3 separate regions of the Mus musculus genome follow, and all the other regions are linked to region 3. A link is a contact called in public ChIA-PET and promoter capture Hi-C data. All regions are on one chromosome and are shown on one strand. Each heading gives the region's core, a stretch centred on a gene start, on an enhancer-like site or on the middle of the called end of the contact. The rest is flanking DNA. Distances are from core to core; before and after follow the strand shown. Region 1 holds the start of Dnajb12 (DnaJ heat shock protein family (Hsp40) member B12). Region 2 has its middle 23 kb from the start of Pla2g12b. Region 3 has its middle 20 kb from the start of Mcu.

Evidence for each region. Promoter capture Hi-C pulls out the DNA fragments that hold promoters and counts their contacts. ChIA-PET counts read pairs in DNA pulled down with a chosen protein or histone mark.
Region 1: a contact with region 3 is called in a promoter capture Hi-C map of liver, with 2.5 times the contacts expected there. The contact joins the promoter of Dnajb12 here to the enhancer-like site in region 3. A contact is called at or near these places in 3 of 39 promoter capture datasets (hippocampal neurons, liver and maxillary cranial neural crest), 6 of 484 Hi-C or Micro-C datasets (cerebellar granule neurons, embryonic stem cells, myocytes and 3 more), 2 of 115 datasets of contacts at active chromatin or transcription factors (the NIH/3T3 cell line and fibro-adipogenic progenitors) and 3 of 9 other capture datasets (adipose tissue, liver and pancreatic islet).
Region 2: an RNA polymerase II ChIA-PET map of memory CD8 T cells shows a contact between it and region 3, with 11 read pairs. The contact joins two enhancer-like sites. A contact is called at or near these places in 3 of 484 Hi-C or Micro-C datasets (adipose-derived mesenchymal stem cells, cerebellum and nephron progenitors) and 2 of 115 datasets of contacts at active chromatin or transcription factors (bone marrow-derived macrophages and memory CD8 T cells).

Annotation. Positions count from the first base shown.
Region 1 is chr10:59,877,496-59,880,988 of GRCm38.p6, reverse strand. It overlaps Dnajb12 (DnaJ heat shock protein family (Hsp40) member B12), which reads right to left and starts at 1,406. Exons shown (of 9, transcript NM_019965.3): 1 at 1,179-1,406. The coding sequence starts at 1,311.
Region 2 is chr10:59,378,994-59,382,728 of GRCm38.p6, reverse strand. No RefSeq gene overlaps it. Among named protein-coding and RNA genes, the nearest start is that of Pla2g12b, 23 kb to the left of the region's middle. Within about 2 kb of position 1,793, at least 62 of the 459 cell types and tissues checked have an H3K27ac peak or open chromatin away from gene starts, as enhancers often do. A contact at or near this core is called in memory CD8 T cells, where this site is marked.
Region 3 is chr10:59,635,006-59,638,789 of GRCm38.p6, reverse strand. No RefSeq gene overlaps it. Among named protein-coding and RNA genes, the nearest start is that of Mcu, 20 kb to the right of the region's middle. Within about 2 kb of position 1,884, at least 158 of the 459 cell types and tissues checked have an H3K27ac peak or open chromatin away from gene starts, as enhancers often do. A contact at or near this core is called in the NIH/3T3 cell line, adipose tissue, fibro-adipogenic progenitors and 4 more, where this site is marked.

The DNA.
Region 1 (3,493 bases), core at 157-2,656, 240 kb before region 3:
TGGGCAGGGAAGGTGAGAGGCTGGCTGCTGCGTCTTCATTTCATTTTAATAAACACGTATGGAATCTCAGGGTTTTCCACTTTCTAGCTGTGTCACATCCTAAGACGCTTATCGATGAGTTAGTTCCTCATCTTGAGAAGATAGAAGGGTGGTGTTCTGTCTTCCTGACTTTACAGGATCAGGTGGCAAAACACACGAGAAAGAACTTTCTACACAGAAAAGCACTATGGGTATTCTTGTTTATATACATTATCTGTTCCAACTTCCTGAACTTCCAGATGGGGAAACCCAAGCTCACGATGAGATGTGGGTCTCTTAATTCTGAAAGTCTGCTACATGTCAGAGAGTTTACTAACTCCACAGAAACAAATCCTGTGTCTTTCTCCTTCCCAGCTGGTATTAAAATTTTCTTTGGTCACTTCGGTTACAAACGCAAAAATGAGGGGGAGGTTACCAGGTAAAGTGAGACGATTGGGTAGCGAAGACAAGATCACTATTCCCTCCCTGGGTTGGGAGGTCTCAGACCTAGGCTATTAGCTACCTGGAGCTCAGCAGCCGTAGCAGTCCATAAGACCCGCCACCCGGGCTTGCTGAGGAAGAAGGTGGGATAGGGTGGCTGACACTGGGATCTTCAACAATCCATCCACTCCGAAACACCGCTTTCAAGAGACTGCAGGAAGGACTGCGAGTTGGAATGTCTTATTTCGCTAAGGGTTCTCTGATTGGAGCGAATGAATTCCTTCCCTCTCTAGAACCCATTCTCCCTTAGAATAGTTATGTTTATTTTCCTGAACTATAATATTTCCCAGGCCGGCCAGTGGCCCTGAGCCACCGAACAGCCCTCTGGGAGAAGTAGTTCGCTTTCGCGTCCACAAGAGTCCTCTTCACCGGGTCTCCCAGCGCGTCTCCTTCCCAGAAACCTCACATTCCAGAGGCCTCCACAAGCACTGGGAAGGGGTTGGGAGCCGGGCCCTCGGGGGTCTCCAGGGGGCCAGCATCCTAGAGACCGCGGCACCGCTGGACTACGAATCCCAGCAGCACCCGCGCGCGCCAGTGCGCAGGCGTAGCCGCGCCTCGCCACCCCTCCCCCCTCCGCCAACTGCTCCCGTCGGTCCGTTCCCGTGGTCCCCCGATCCGTGCTAATGCCCCCTTCGGTCCCTGCGGCGCCTCCCACTCACCGCTGACTCGTGGCGTCGGGTAGAGCCGCTGCGCCTTCTCCAGGAAGCGCAGCGCCCGCTCGGGCTGGTTGCTTTGGATGGCCTTGAGGGCGATGCTGATACAGCGCTCGGCTTCATCCTTGTTGGATTCCATGGCGGAACCCGAGCACGGAACCAGGGAGGGGGAGGCCGGGCGAGCGAAGGGCTGCGCCAGCCGCCGGCGCGTCGCGGGGCAGGCCGGCGCGGAAGGATGACATAACCCTCCGCCCCTCCTTCCCGGGATTTGAGTGAGGGTTGAACCCGGGCGGAAGCCCTACCGTATGTCTCCTAAGAAAGGGGCGTTCGGTTCGGAGGCGCTAGAACGCGCGGGCGCTCTAGAGCGCAAATGCTGAAGTTGAGTGTGCGCGCACGTTCGGGTGGTAGCCTCTGCGTTCCAGTCCGACTATCTGTGAATCGTACAGATGTTTACCGATTGTCAGACGCTGCTGTCTGATGTGGCAGTGGTATCAAAACAAAACCGTGTCCTCACAGAGCTTTCGTGGGTGGGGAGAAGTCAAGTAAACGGAAACATTCAGATAGTGACACAGTCAAGGCAAATATCGAAAAGTAGAGGGATGGAAGGGAGGGCTACCATTTAAGATAGCTTAATATATCAGAAACTCATTTTACAGGCTCTGAACTCTAAAGAAACAGGAACATGTGATTGGAGGAAGGGTGGTTCGACTGGAGGAAATAACAGATGGAAAGGCTCCGCATAAGGATTTTCGTTGTGAGTTATTGCGGGGATTAAGGAGGAGTTTACAGGAGTCACTACAGAGTCACACCAGTCAGGATGCAGCTCAGCCTACCTCCCACTTAAGTGACAGCAACTTAGTGAAGGTTGCCAATGACTTCCACTAGGCTAAATCTCCTGGCTATTTCTTAGCCCTTGCACTATGGTCTTTCACAAGAAACTACAATAAACCAAATGAATGTTAAAGGGTGCAATGCGATGGTGGTGTAAGCCTTCAATCCCAGCCCTTGGGAAGCAGAAGGACTCTGAGTTCAAGGCCAACCTGGTCTACAAAGTGAGTTCCAGGACAGCCAAAGGTACAAAGAGAAACTCTGTCTCGAGAAACAGACACAAACAAAAGTTAAAGAGCAGCTGTTATAATCAAGTGAGACTCGGTGAATATATATTCATCGAGTTGCAGATACACACACATATACATATATATAAAGCATAAATATATAACATAAACATATAAAACATATAAACACACACACACACACACACACAACTAGAAAAGATCATCCGAGTGAGATAATCCACACTCAGAAAAACAAACATGGTATCTCACTTATAAGTAGATTATAGCCATAGATAGAGTACAGGATAACCATTCTACAATCCACAGACCCAAAGAAGCTAAGTAACAAAAAGAGCCCAGGAAAGGATGTTTGAATCTCACTGAGAAGAGGAAATGAAATAGTCACAGGGGTAGAGGGAGGGATGGAGCAGGGTTGGAAAGGAGGTGGGCAGGGGAAGAGGAGGGGTGAGTGTTGGGAGAACTGCCATGGAGACTTAGCTGGGTCGGAACTCCCTCTGAGAAGTTTGAATATTAGATGTTTGATATAGGGAGGATGTATTGGCGATGGGAATGGCAATCGGGATTGTGCAACCATACGGTGTAGGGAAGACGGAGGGAGGGCTGACGGTGGAGACCATGCTTAGAAGGTGTAAAACCCTGGCTTTAATTCCCCAGCAATGCCCCTTTCCACCAAGACAAAAATAACAGAACAAGAAGCTTGAGCAGAATCCTAATTTTGAAAATTATCAACGGATGTGAATTTTTTTAAATGTACGAATGCCCTCTCTGCATGTACACCTGCATGTCAGAAGAGGGCATTAGATCCCTTCATAGATGGTCGTGAACCACCGTGTAGTTGCTGGATATTGAACTCTGGAAGAGCAGCTAGTGCTCTTAACTGCTGAGCCGTCTTACCAGTCACGAATGCTTTTAAAGCAAACCATGGGATTAGATACACCAAGATGTAAGTGCGGAGCAGAGGGGAGCTGGATTACAGAGCCCTCCATTACTCAGAGGGTCGGAGGGAGAGGGGCTTGAGGAGAGGAGAGTACACTGAAGTGTGGTGTGAAGGAAGAAATATGAGTCACTTAGGGGCCAAGTGAAGTGGATGTTTCTAATGGAGGAAGGTTTCACATGATGAAATTTTATGTCGAGGCCAAGCAATATAAGCACGGAGAGATGCTGGCGGTGTGAGCCGCTGCGTTCACTGTGATGCAATTGTTTCAAGTGTGTTCCCAAGGGGCTCTGTGTGCTCTTAACACGGGG
Region 2 (3,735 bases), core at 544-3,043, 260 kb after region 3:
TTCTTCCTTCTAATCTCTCCCCAGGTATTCCTACCTGACCTTAACTTTTCCTCGGGTTCAAGACCCTTGGAAAGGCCTGTATACTTACCGTTTCTCCTTGCTCCTACTCTCTCTCCCCGCTTTACTTCTGATAGACTGTCCTGAATTTCCTCTAGAATTTTCAGCCCTATCTTAAGCACTATATAACATGTGAAAAGGAACAAAAGGGCTTCTAACACTAGAAAAAATTTAAGGCCAAACATAACTTGTAAAGCCATTTTCCACTTTACTTCTGATAGACTGTCTTGAATTTCCTTAGAAAGTTCAAGATCAGACTTACCTCGTTCCCCAGCTGAAAAGTTCTGAATTCATACAGTTGAATCCTTCTTAACAGTCTGCTTTACGGGAACCTTTATCACCGTCGTTCCCCAGCTGATGAGTTCTGAATTCGGCAGTTGAATCCTTCTCAACAGTCTGTGTTACGGGAACCTTTATAAACGTGATCCGTAGTTCTGGTTCTGAAATGAAGTATCCCTCCTGCGCCAGTCCGGAGTTTTTTCTCGTCCCGGAATTCGGCACCAATTGTTATTAGACGCGTTCTCACGACCGGCCAGGAAGAACACAACAACCAGAATCTTCTACGGCAAAGCTTTATTGCTTATATCTTTATCGGGCCAGAGTGTAAGAAGCAAGAGAGGGAAGCAAGAGAGCGCAAGAAGCAAGAGAGAGAAAACGAAAACCCCTTCCCTCTTTTAAAGAGAACAACCATTGCCTAGGGCGCATCACTCCCTGATTGGCTGCAGCCCATGGCCGAGCTGACGTTCACGGGAAAAACAGAGTACAAGTGGTCGTAAATACCCTTGGCTCATGCGCAGATTATTTGTTTACCAACTTAGAACACAGGATGTCAGCGCCATCTTGTGACGGCGAATGTGGGGGCGGCTTCCCACAAGCAGGCACTTTAACAATGCCTTTATCTCTCCAACCTCACAACTCTAAATTTTTTTAAGCTTATAATAGAAATGAGACCGCCTGTCTTAGTCAGGGTTTCTATTCCTGCACAAAACATCATGACCAAGAAGCAAGTTGGGGAGGAAAGGGTTTATTCAGCTTACACTTCCACATTGCTGTTCATCACCAAAGGAAGTCAGGACTGGAACTCAAGCAGGTCAGGAAGCAGGAGCTGATGCAGAGGCCATGGAGGGATGTTACTTACTGGCTTGCTTCCCCTGGCTTGCTCAACTTGCTTTCTTATAGAACCCAGGACTACCAGCCCAGGGATGGCACCACCCACAATGGGCCCTACCCCTTTGATCACTAATTGAGAAAATGCTTTACAGTTGGATCTCATGGAGGCACTTCCCAAGTGAAACTCCTTTCTCTGTTATAACTCCAGCCTGTGTCAAGTTGACACACAAAACCAGCCAGTACATTGCCTAGTATTTTAAAAAGATTGTACGCTCCCCCAACACACACCTTGTTATCTTCATGTAGCATGTTCAAGACCATGCTGATTTGTCTGTCAGCTTCATGTAAACTGGATTTCTGCAGGGTAAGATGAGTCTGTAACCCCAGGCTCAAAGTCCCAACCCTACAACATTTTTCCAGAGCCAAGTGTGCTACACACAAGTACATGTGTTATATTTGTGTATTCAGGACACTGGACTATAGAGCCCCGATTATAGCTCAGTGAGCCTGCTGGGAGACCATGGAAATGGAAGACAAGGCAAAATGGCCATGGAAACCTAGAGGGCTCACTGTAGGTCAAACCTTGACAGAGCGATGGCATACACAGGTCCTAGCAGGAAGTCATGAAAGGTGGAGGAAGTGCAGTGTACTCTACAGGGGTCGGTGTCTATGGGTGTATTCCTCGGGACTGGGTAAGGTAGATATTGCCGCCAATGTGAGTGGGAAAGCACAGTGAGGCATCCAAACATGCTGAGTAACTTGAGGTCAGATTCTGAGTTGTGAACACCACCCAGTAGAGCAGTGCCTCCGTTCCCAGGCCTGTTCCTTACACTGCAGGGTGTTGGCTCCTGGTCTGCTGGTGCTGAGCATTTGGAAGTAGCCTGGCTATCAGTTACCCTGGAGCAGCCTCTGACAAAGGCACAGGGGAGATAGTGTGCAGATCTTGCCCTGGGCAAGAGATCCGAGTGTAACCAAGGCTCCTGCCAAGTCCTGTAGTGTAGCTGTAGCTCACTGTTGTTGTTTGGGTTTCTCCCTGCCCCCATCCCTCTCAGAACCTACTGGCACACCCACATCCTCATCCCCACCCTGCTGCTGAGAAACTGAAACTGAGAACCCCACCTCACCTTTTAAAGTTTCTCCTTTTTTCTTTCAGACCATCCCTGTATTCAGTGAATCCTGGGAACCAAGCTCAGTATCCATTGCCTGGTCTCTAATAAGGCTCTCCCTCTCCCTGCAGAGTAGGGGAGCCTCCAGGACAGACTCAGTGGAGGCCCTGCAGGACATCCGTGTCTTTGGATAGACTGTCAGTCTACAAGGCAGAGCATCTGAAGGAAAGCTAGGCCCTGGCCCATGTTTGCCGAGGGCTTAAGTGAGGAAACTGAGAAGAGCCACTTCCTGGCTCTAGTTAAAAAGCCTGAGATAGTGCACACAACCCTTGGCAGGCAGTGGGCAGTGATAGTGGTGAAAAAGAGTATCTGGTATTTGTATTTAAAGTTAATTATCAAGAGCTCCACCCCCATCCCGGAAGGGTAAACCCTGTGGTGACTCTCCTCAAATTATCAGTCACCCCACTGGAGGGGGTTGCTTTGTTAACCCTTGGAGAACTGACCTTTCACATCTCTCCAGCTACAGGGCCCTGCCACCAGAGCATCCCTGTGTCCCTGTCTGACTGCCTCTACTCTGAAATTTGCACATTCACATATGCAGGCAAACGCCCTCCCTATTGGGTACGCTTCCATCCTTCCCGAGTCCGGGTCCGTAGTGGGTTTCTTCACTTTTCCCCATTTTCTTCTCCTCTTTTACCACACTAACTTCCCACCTTGCCCTGACGGCCCCTTTACTTTTTGGCTCCCATTGCCTGTCGACATTCTGAACCTCGTCCATTTCTTAGCAGCCAGCGAGCATCTCAGCCTCTCAGCATCCTCAACCCTGCTCAGCACCACTATGCCCTCCAAAGCTAGGAGTTCTCTCTGCTCTGAACAACCTAGCAGGTTTTTAGGTCAGCTTTCTTAACACTTTTTAAGTCTGATGGTGTAATCACTTTGGGACTATGGTTCTTGTGTGTACGGTATATGTGCACTGAGTGTGTGTGTGTATGTAAAGGTCAGAAGGTCAGAGGTCAAAGTCAGGTGTCTCCCTCTGTCTCCCCATCTTAGCTTTTGAGACAGAGTCAGCCACCGGATCTGGACAGGACCAATAGGGGACGACTGTCTGGCCAGCAATCTCAGGGGATTGTCTTGTCCTTGTCTCCTCAGCTCAGAGCTACAGATGTGTCTGAGTTGATGTGTGTGATGCAGCTGTCTCCCCAGCCCTCACAGTTACTTTTATATGGCACATAGCTCAATTTTTTTCTATATATGTCCAGTCACATGAAACACAAAGAGAAAGTAATTTCCCTTTAGTTATTCTCATTTTTCTTGGCCAAGGGTGCTAACTTCTTGTAACATTTCAGGCTAATAATAATAATAATAGTAATAATAATAATTCATTGAAAGTCATTAGGGAGCCAGGGAGATGGATCAGCAGTTAAGAGCACTTGTTACTCTTCAAGAGGACCAGAATTCAGTT
Region 3 (3,784 bases), core at 635-3,134:
AAGACACATTCCAATTTTTTTATTTTTCACACTCCAACAAAATGACTCATTCCCTTTCTTTCCCTCAGGAACCCGCAACTATTCTCTGGATCCCAGCTGCCTTTCTTGTAACATTAAAGCAACAAACTGCAGTTGTTTTTCTAGCCGCCTCACTGAAGTAACCAATGTCTTTAGAGTCTTTGACATCTCTTTTTAAAGAAGCCTGCCGATGAGTGTCTCACCGGCATTGACTAGCCCGTTTCTCCTCATCTTGGCCATAATACCAAATATACAAAGAAGCAGTCCGAAGCCACTAGTCTATCCTGTTAACGGCTGGTGATTTGGTTCAGGCTTAATCCTATAAAGCATTGATTGAACGTGGGATGCTCATCTCTCTTAGCAGTTCCTAACTGGATCAGTATGTAAAGCATTTAGCTGTGTGGAATTCCTGCAGGTTCTACTCAGGTTTTTTTTTTTAGTTCCCAACCCTTGCTGTCTAGAGGGGGAGACCTGCAAGAGAAGTACAATGTAATGCTGTTATCCCTGCATGTATTTATAAGACACGGCCAGCTTGCTCACACTCTAATGTTTAGCATTTGTCAGTCCCTGCATCTTAAGTCCCTGTCTCCTGGCCCAGTAAGAGCCCCTGACATCTAGCACTGGTGTTCACTGGCTCAGTTTTAAAGTTTCAGTCCTTTTTTTTTGTCTTTTCTTTTAAATGATGTCCCTAGTTCGGTAAAACTTCACAGTGAGCATAATTACTTGGCTTAAGTATTTTTAAGCATTATTTTTATGGCCGCAGAAATCAGCGCCTTGTTGGAAGGGGAGGCACGGGGGCAGTACGTACTATACTGCACAGACACATTCTGGGACGTTGCTTCAGAAGCCAGACCATAGTGAAATGTAGGAAATAAGTAATGAGTTTTTTAAGTATGTTCTCCTCTGTTTCTAGTGTACTTTCCCACCTGTAAATCCAGATGATGTAATGCCTAAGAAGTATTAAGTTTCTCCAGTGCTTTTCCAATAGCCTGGCTCTTGAGTAAAACCATCTGTAGCACATCACTGGATTTAAATTTATCTCAGAGTCTGAAACAAAAGCTTAGTCTGGAAGCTAACAAGTCATTTTATTTATTTATTTATTTTTCTTTTTTATCTAAAGCAACTCTTGACCCAAATACACAGACACTGATTTTGATTAGGTTAACAGCAAACACGAAGACTGCAATGTGTCTGGTGTTGTGCCTCAAGCAAGATTAAGAACCTTCTCATTTTCCTCCCCATTTCGATAAAAAAACATCTCTCTCTCTCTTTTCCTCCCTCTTTCCCTCCCCCTCCCGCTCTCTCTAGGTTTCTAGGCTGTACTTGACTGCCCCTTGCTCTCATGTCATTTCATTCCATCGTTCCAGATGTTTGCCACATCCTGATGGCTCCACTTCCCAACAACATCCAGGTTCCATCACTTCTCTTTCTCCATCACCCCCAGCCTGTGCAAACTGTTATTCTTTTGTCCTGAGAAAATGGTCCTGCTTATACCCTTGCACCATGAGCACATGCGCAGAAAGCAGAAAGCAGAAAGCAGAAAGCAGGAGGGTCCTTTTAACTTGCAATATGTGCTTTCTTTCTGTGTAGTATTTTCGGACAGCCTCGTACCTCACTCCAAGTGAAAGCCGGAAATCGTTACAGTGGTCCAGGGACCCCAACATCATTGACAAATCTCCCCACTTTTCTGACCTTACCTACCACTCTGCTCAAGCCGCTCAACTACCTGTGTTCCTCCCTGGTCCTCCCTGGTCCCTGCAGGAACACCTCAGCAGAGTCTGAGTCCCATGTAGTATATGTAGTCTTCTCCAGAAGACCGTCATGACTGACACGCTTGGTTTTCGTTTCGTTTCTTTTCTTTTTCCTGTAGCTCTGAGGCTTTTCATTGGCTAGCTCAGCACTTCACTGCTGAGTTGGCCAGCCCTGCCCCGCTCTTCCTTACCGTCTTCCCAGAGAACATTTTCCTCAGAACATTGTTTAAAAAGGCAGTGGTGGAGTTCGCCTTTAATCCTAGTATTGGGCAGGCAGGCAGGCAGGCAGGCAGGCAGGCAGGCAGGCAGGCAGGCAGGCAGATCCCTGAGTTCGAGGCCAGTTTGGTCTACAGAGTGAGTTCCAGGAGAGCCGGGCTACACAGTGAGACTCTGTCTCAAAAACAGGCAAAGGAATAAAAATTGTATTTCCACTTATTACCCACAGAATTTTCCACTTGGATTTTTTACATAGACTCATTTCTATTAACTTACTCTGTGCTTTACTTGTTGATAGATTCCTCCCATCCCAACCCCAAATAGAATATAAACTACACAAAGTCTTTGTCTGTATTATTCACTAAGTATTCCTCAGTGTCTAAGATCCCCGGATACTCTTTGATATGTTAATTGCCATATATATATATATATTTTTTTATGAAGGAATAAAAATATGTCATCAAGCAGTTGCAAGGTTGATCATGGGTACATTTGTAACCAATGTAACCGCAGTGTCTGGTTTTCAACTCTGGTCTCCTGGTTACTAATCCCTAACATTGTTGCCAGGCACCCACAGTTCTGACATGCCTGCTAAGATCCCTGTCAGCTCCCAGCCCAGCCCTGTACCTTAAGTCTTACTTGGCTGCCTTCTTTGTACCTTGGGTTACTTTTTAGAAACATGATTTGTGTCTGTGTCTGAGCTTTGAATCCTTTTTCTCTTTTGAGAGAGCAAAAGGATCTCATTATATAGACCAGGCAGGCCTTGGGGTCATGATCCTCTTGTGTTTCAAGTGCTAGAATTACAGGTAGGCAAAACCACGCCTGGATTCTTATTATTCTATATTATTATTATTTGCTATTAGGGAAACACCAGGGCTCCTTATACATCTAAAGCTCTACCACTGAGCAACATCTCTGAGTAGAGCTTTGGGACTGATTTTGGATCTGTAACAGATTTATTACAAAATGCATTTTCCTTATCATCTCCAAAACTTAATCAAAAGCCAAGTGTAATAGTAATCGTCATGGTTTGAATATGCTTGGCCTAGGGAGTGGCACTATTTGGAGGTGTGGCCTTGTTGGAGTAGGTGTGGCCTTGTTGGAATAGGTGTGCCACTGTGGGACTGGGCTTTAAGACCCTCATGCCAGCTGCCTGGAAGTCAGTCTTTCACTAACAGTCTTTAGATGAAGATATAGAACTCTCAGCTCCTCCTGCACCATGCCTGCTTGGATGCTGCCTTGTTCCTGCCTTGATGATAATGGACTGAACCACTGAACCTGTAAGCCAGCCCCAGTGAAATGTTGCTCTTATAAGAGTTGCCGTGGTCATGGTATCTGTTCACAGCAGTCAAACCCTAACTAAGACAGTAATCGTCTTTGCCTTTAATTCCAGCTCGTGGCAGGCAGAGGCAAATGAATCCCAAGTTCAAAATTATCCTGTGCTACATAGCAAGTTCAAAGGTAGCTTGGGCTACCCAGTAAGATCCTGTCTCAAAATAAGTAACCCCAAACTTAAAATATGTGGTGGTGTGAGCCTGCAGTCACAGCTACTTTGAAGGCCAATGCAGGAAGAATGTTTAAGTCCAGTTTGAGGCCAGCCTAGATAATACAATGAAATGCTGTGTTTAAAACAAATTAAAATGGTTCATTATAAGGATAAACACTTCTTTCAGCAATTGGATAGGAGATGACTTATCTGTCAAGTCTTCTGTTGTCTCTATAAGATACATGAAAATTCCAACAAAATTCAGGTTTGACATAAACACAGAATTAAACGGATTAGAGGCAACCTGCCAGCT